2 separate regions of the Pan troglodytes genome follow, and region 2 is linked to region 1. A link is a contact called in public HiChIP or PLAC-seq data. All regions are on one chromosome and are shown on one strand. The core of a region is the stretch at or near the end of the contact, and the rest is flanking DNA. Distances in the headings are between cores, read along the strand shown.

Evidence for each region. HiChIP or PLAC-seq counts read pairs in DNA pulled down with a chosen protein or histone mark.
Region 2: a contact with region 1 is called in an H3K4me3 HiChIP or PLAC-seq map of stem cell-derived excitatory neurons, with 8 times the contacts expected there. The contact joins the promoter of CFAP298 here to the promoter of URB1 in region 1. A contact is called at or near these places in 1 of 7 Hi-C or Micro-C datasets (induced pluripotent stem cells) and 1 of 1 datasets of contacts at active chromatin or transcription factors (stem cell-derived excitatory neurons).

Annotation. Positions count from the first base shown.
Region 1 is chr22:33,099,703-33,103,353 of NHGRI_mPanTro3-v2.0_pri, forward strand. URB1 (URB1 ribosome biogenesis homolog) reads right to left here and starts at 1,997. Exons shown (of 40, transcript XR_010154419.1): 1 at 1,749-1,997.
Region 2 is chr22:33,321,416-33,324,583 of NHGRI_mPanTro3-v2.0_pri, forward strand. CFAP298 (cilia and flagella associated protein 298) reads right to left here and starts at 1,653. Exons shown (of 7, transcript NM_001350328.1): 1 at 1,132-1,653. The coding sequence starts at 1,270.

The DNA.
Region 1 (3,651 bases), core at 747-3,246:
TACACCATGGAATACTATGCAGCCATAAAAAACGACGAGTTCATGTCCTTTGTAGGGACATAGATGAAGCTGGAAACCATCATTCTCAGCAAACTATCGCAAGGACAAAAAACCAAACACCGCATGTTCTCACTCATAGGTGGGAACTGAACAATGAGAACACATGGACACAGGAAGGGGAACATCACACTCTGGGGACTGTTGTGGGTTGGGGGAGGGGGGAGGGACAGCATTAGGAGATATACCTAATGTTAAATGACGAGTTAATGGGTGCAGGACACCAACATGGCACATGTATACATATGTAACAAAGGGGCACGTTGTGCACATGTACCCTAAAACTTAAAGTATGATTAAAAAAAAAAAGAAAAGAAAAGCCACTTCCTCAGGGGAGCCTTCTTTGAGCTCCCAGATTAGATCCAAGGCCTGTTAAACACCCTCAGGCACCATGTACCTCTCCTTTGGAAAACTCGTGCTTGAAACTGTATGTATGTGATTTTACTGACCAATATCTGCCTGCCCCACTCGACTGTTTGTAAGCCCCACAATGGCAGAGGCTTTTTGAAATTTTTATTCATCACTTTATCTCTACCGTAGCAAATAATAACCTCTAGTAATACTTAATGAATTCGGAAATAAATAACTCTATGCTAACTAAGTATCATCTTCCTAGCTGTGACTAGCAAGTACAGGTATCAAAGTTTAAAAACAGGCCAGGTGTGGTGGCTCATACCTATACTCCCAGCCCTTTGAGAAGACAAGGTGGGAGGATTGCTTGAGACTGGGAGTTCGAGGGCAGCCTGGACAACATAGTGAGATTCCATCTCTACAAAAAGTAAAAAAAAAAAAAAAAACATAGCTGGGCATGGTGTTGTGCACCTACAATCTCAGCTACTTGGGAGGCTGAGGTGGGAGGACAGCTTAAGCCCAGAAGTTCAAGGCTGCAGTGAGCTATGATCGTGCCACTGCACTTCAGCCTGGGCAACAGACCAAGACCCTGTCTGTTTAAAAAAAAAAAAATGAGGACAAAAATTGGAAGTCGAAGATATTTTGGCCATTAATTTAATCGTTTATTTAACCTGGGAGAAAAACTGCCACTGTTTTATTTTGGAGCAATGCTTCCACATGGCAACACGTTCAATTGCGTTTTTCCCAAACCATGTTACTTTCCAAACGATTACAAGTAGTCGCGAAGGGTGGTCACACTTTACAAAAAGTGTAATTAAATTATAGAGTCGGCTACATCTCAGTCACTGGCCCATTCCTGGTCAACTGACAAGTAGCTGTGGTGGCTTCTAGTAGCTTGTTACAAGTTATCAAGTCAGTATGAGTGTTGGGGGATGGAAGCTATTGAAAACGGTGCTGACGGCCCAAGGAGTAGCAAACTGTCTCATGAACCGTCCTGAGCCGACTCAGTAAGGACTCAATAGAGAAGGACACTTCATTTACTTCCCTGACAACTGCAATAAAGAGGTTTTAGAGCTCGCTGAGGGATGCTGCCTGGGCAAGGGAAATAAATGTGTTGTAACATGAAACGGTCCCAATCAAGTCGGGGACCTCTCGCTGTCGCCGACAGTCCAGAGCAAGGAAGTACACAGCAGTCCTGAACCTCAGTTTTCTGCAAACCAGAGGCTTGCCACTGAGCCTGTGTGACCCGAAAGCTGCAGAAAGGAGAGGCTGTGCCCGGCACACGGAGGCCGCCTCGCCAGCCTATGCTCCCGACCCTGCGCCTGCCGCCCCGGACTCACCTGGCCCGGGGCCCTGCGGGTCCTTCAGCTGAGCCTTGAACCGCACGCCCGTGAGCTCTTCTTTGCGGGCGCGCTTGGCTGCACCCGCGGAGGAAGCCGCGCCGTCCTGGCCGCCCGAGGCCTTCCTCTTGGGGACCCCCATGGCCGAGAGGGCGGAAGCGCGACGGAAACGACACACCTGAGGGGACCCGGCAGGAGCACTGGCACAGACAGCAGACACGCGCTTCAGGCCCACATGGGGCAGGAAGGGGCGGCGCTGGCGGAAGAGGCGGGGCTCGGGGAAAGGCCGGCGGAAGGGGCAGACCCGCGCGAGGCTGGGACCGGCGGAAGGGGCGTGGCCTGCAGAAGGGGCGGGGCGGTAGGGATCCAGAGTCTTGGGGCTCCATGTGAATTTGCTGTACCCGTTGTCCCGGTCACGGCATGGGGCGAGGGGACACTCCACGACACCCCCCGTCCCCGGCTGCAGGGTTTGGGGTCCACCGGGGCGCACTTCTGATCCCGGTGGCTCTTCGGGTGCTCTGGGCCGGAAGAACTCCCAGACCTTTCACTCCTGGCCTGGCCGATCCACGAAGACTCGGGCCCCGGCGCGTCCAAGCAGCACAATGAGTAGTTCCTGACCCGAGGTCGCCCTGAAGGTGTCGCATGAAGAGCTTGCTTCACACACAACAGGATTCGATACTTTGCCAATTCAAGGCCCTGGTGGCTGGCCGGGAAGGTGGATTCGCCTTGGCTAGGTGCCAGGCAGGTCCGCCTGTGCGGGTGCCCCTGACTTCGACCCCTAGCTTATGTCACAGTCCGAACCAGATCGACTGGTCTGGTAGCATGTCACTCCAGACTGTCCTCCACCCCAGACTTCCGCAAACTGATGGGCTCTTTGCGCCGTACAGGGTGGGAGGAGAAGACCAAACGAAGTAACGTCTGTAAAACCCCTTCCTGGACAGCGTAAGGCCTCCACATCTAAGTTCCTGTCATTAAAATGGAGACAGCAAAGCCAACCCTATCCAGTCCTTGGGACTGTTATGAACAGAAAATGATGCAATGTATGAAAAACTGCTTTGAGGAGAAAAACAACACAGTGTGTTTTTGGAAGATGTGATTGATTTGTGAACCGCATTAAATGCTCTGAAATAAAATGAAAGTAAAAGTAAAAACAGGCTGGTACATATTTTAATACGACTTCATCGATACTTAGGTATGTGTCCAAATAAATCATGAACCAGCGCATTAGATAAGTAACTTGGTGATTACTGAAATTCTCCATCAGGTTGTCCTCTAGTCTAAGAAAATAGTGTTTCATATTCTGTAAGCAGATGTGTTTTGAACATCTGAGGATGTGGGCTTTTGTGGCCTGTTGGGGTCTCAGAGTTTCTAGTAGAAAAAGCACGTGTGTTGACGCTGAGCCTCTGTCCCGACAAGATGATTGTGCCTGTGGAGATGTCTATGTTGTAGGCAGGTCAGAGAGAGGGTGTCACCCCCAGCAGATATGAGCTAATGCAGCAGTGTTAAGAGAGGGGAATATGCTCAAAAAGTCATCTGTAAAAGGCAACACTCATTAGTGAATACAGAATCCACACGGGTCCTCTTCTCTGGTTAATTGCTAACCACCAACTTTGTTTTCTGCTATGGTGGTCCCAACCAAAAAGTTATCAGAAAGAGTTAGGGAACAGTCAAAAGCCCTGAGTTCAGTTTCTGCCTGTGTGACCTTGGGCAAATTACCATCCCTCTGCGCTGGTTTGCTTTACAAACAATTAAAGAGCATGAGGAACTTCCCAGGATTATCCAGCTAGTAACTGGTGGAGCCAGGACTCACCCAGTGTATCCTAGTCCCAAATTAAAAACAAAGAAACAGAAGTTGGCAGTGCCCATTTTACAGCCTTAGCCAGAGATGTATGGATGGCAAGTG
Region 2 (3,168 bases), core at 403-2,902, 220 kb after region 1:
TTCAAAAACTATGCTGTCTAATGCGGCAGCTACTCGCTCCACTTGGCGATTTAAATTTATTTAAATTAAAATGAGCCAGACGCGATGGATCACACTTGTAATCCTAGCACTTTGGGAGGCGGAGGCAGGCGGATCACCTGAGGTCAGGCGTTCGAGACCAGCCTGGCCAACATGATGAAACCCCGTGTCCACTAAAGATACAAATATTAGCTGGGCGTGGTGGTGGGTGCCTGTAATCCCAGATACTTGGGAGGCTGAGGCAGGAGAATAGCTTGAACCCGGGAGGCGAAGGTTGCAGTGAGCAGAGATCGCGCCACTGCACTCCAGCTTGGGCAACAGTAAGACCCTGTCTCTCACACACACACATACCATATATATATATATATAATTTATTTATATTTATATATAATATTTATTTATATTTATATATAATATTTATTTATATTTATATATTTAATTAATTAAAATGCAAATGTAAAATTCGGTTGCCTGGCCGCACTAGCCACATTCCAAATGCTCTACGGCCACAAGTGGCCGGCGGCTGCCCAATGGACAGCACAGATGGGGGCCCTTCCACCGCCGGAAAGTTCTGCGGCAAAGCGGGTGCCCTGGAACCTGCGCGGGGTAGGGAGACGGCGCCGCAACGCAAGAGGCCGTTTCCAGGGCGGGGAAAGATCACCAAGGCTTCCTCAACTGTAAGGGGCCGTCCCAAAGCCAGGTGGCTCGCTGCTTTACATCGGGCGACTAAAAATAGTAAATTCAGCTTTTAAAAGCCCACCTAGTTCTCATCTCACCCCTCACACGTGATTAATTGCACTAAGTCTGCTGTTCAGCCCGGCCTTTCGGCTCCCTCCTCCCTCCCCAGCCCATTTCCACTTATTCGCAGCACCCCAAATCCTGGCTCCGAGAGGCACCTGGGCCCACCTCCCAGCCCGGGGTGTCAGACAGGCCGGATCTTCTCCGGTTCCTTATTCATCTCCGGTTAACCCTAGTGTCCCGTTTCAACCCCGGCTGCTGCAAATCTCTTCAATAATCTTCACAAACCTGACCCCTCGGCCCACCCTGCCCCTCTTTCTCCATCCCACGCCGGTCTCTCGATCTGTCCTGGATGGGCCCACCCGCGAGCCGCACCTGAGCAGAGGCGCTGCACCTTGAGCCGCCCATTATAGACCCGGGCCACCTGCACCGTGAGCTCCTCCAGCTCGGTGCTCCCAGGCGCCTGCAGCAGGAACTGGCTCTCGTCGCCCCGCTTCACGTGCAGCAGAACCATGGCGGTCCCGCCGAGGTACTGAGGCGGTGAGAAGGCCCGGGCTGCGTGGCCCGCGGGTCCTGCCGGCCGAGGGTCGCCTGATCGCCAGCAGCGGCGACGCACTAACAGTCGCTCAGAGTCCGGAATCCCACGCTCCCTAGACCGCGGTGAGCGGGGGAAACTGCACTCGCTCCCGGAAGTGGATGTTGCCAAGAGCAACAGTGAAGCAGAGTTAAAAAGAGCCGCCAGCTCAAGCTCAGAACCCGAGTGGGGGAGGCTGGGGTGCACCGAGGCCCAGCAATCCACGCCCGTACGGAGCTGCGGCCGGGGAAACCACCCACACAGTCTGAGAGGACAGCTGATTCTGAGCGGACCCGCGGAAGGAGATTCGCAGAGCCCCTTCCCGGAAGTGACTGTTGTCGGGGCAACTGCCAAAACACAGACCAAGTCGCTGAAGGGGAGGGCGGACCTCCCAATCGACTGGTCTGGGGCCCGAGATTTCCACTCAGGGAGATACGTGGGCTGAGATGGGAGTTACTAGATGAGGAACGGGAAGTACGGCAGGAACCACAATCGCCGAGTTCCGCAGCAGCCGCCCCACAACCGCTCCACATTCCAGCGTCCCTTCCGCCGCTTTCAGTCTCCACTTCCGGCAACGTTTCCACGCTGTTTCCGGCCTGGGAAAGTTTGGCGGCAGCGACCTAGAACTGAGTCTTGCTGTTCGCTGCTGTTTGCGCGGGTCAGCTTTTCAGGACGGAGGGGCCAGGGCGAGTGTCCGCACTTCTTCGTTCAGGTTGATTTGGATGGCGTTGCTAGGGTAGCTCCAGCGGCTCCTGCCAGAGCGACCCTCCCGGAAATATCCAGCCATCCTCCAGCGGACTCTTGCTGAAGGCAGTCGGCGTCAGTCGCTGTTTATTCCGGGCCCCACAGATCCAGAGTCACTGCACTCATGGAGCTTATATTTTAGTGTGACAAAAAGAAAACAAAAATAAATGGACAGGCCGGGAGCGGTGGCTCACGCGTGTAATCCCAACACTTAGGGAGGCCGAGGAGGGCGGATCACCTGAGGTCAGGAGTTCGAAAGCAGCCTGGCCAACATGGTGAAACCCCTTCTCTACTAAAAATACAAAAATTAGCCGAACGTAGTGGCGCGTGCCAGTAATTCCAGCTACTAGGGAGCCTGAGGTGGGAGAATTGCCTGAACCCGGGAGGCGGAGGTTGCAGTGAGCCTAGATCGCGCCATTACCCTCCAGCCTTGGCGACAGAGTGAGACTGTGTCTCAAAAATAATAAATAAACAAACGGACAATACAAATTCAAATACAGATCTAAAGAAAACTAAACAGGTTGTTGGACTTCTTATGTTTGATGGTCAGGGAATGTACACCTTCTGCGATATTGGGAGTAATATTATCGTCTCCCGCCCTGAATATTTAGAAAAATATCACAGTGGGGTGTACACCCCTGCGATATTGAGAGTAATGTCATCCTCTCCACCCAGGAAATTACTAACAAGGTCACGGGGGGGTGTACTCCCCCTGTGATATTGGGAGTAATGTTTTCCTCCCCAAACCTGGATGTTAGCAACAAGATAACAGAGGGGGTGTACACACCCTGCGATATTGGAAGTAATATGATCCTCTCCCCCCCGGATACTGGGAAAAATATCACAGCGCGGGTATACATTTCCTTCGCTGTTGGGAGTAATATCATTCTTTTCCTCTCTGGATATCAGGAACAATATCACAGGGGTGGTGTACGTTTCCTTCGATATGGGGAGTAATATCATCCTCTCCCCGTTGGGATACTAGGAACAATATCCCAGGGGGGTGTCCACCCTCTGCGATATTGGGAGTAATATCATCCTCTGTTTCCCCGGATATTAGACACAATATCACAAAAAGATGTACACCCCCTGCG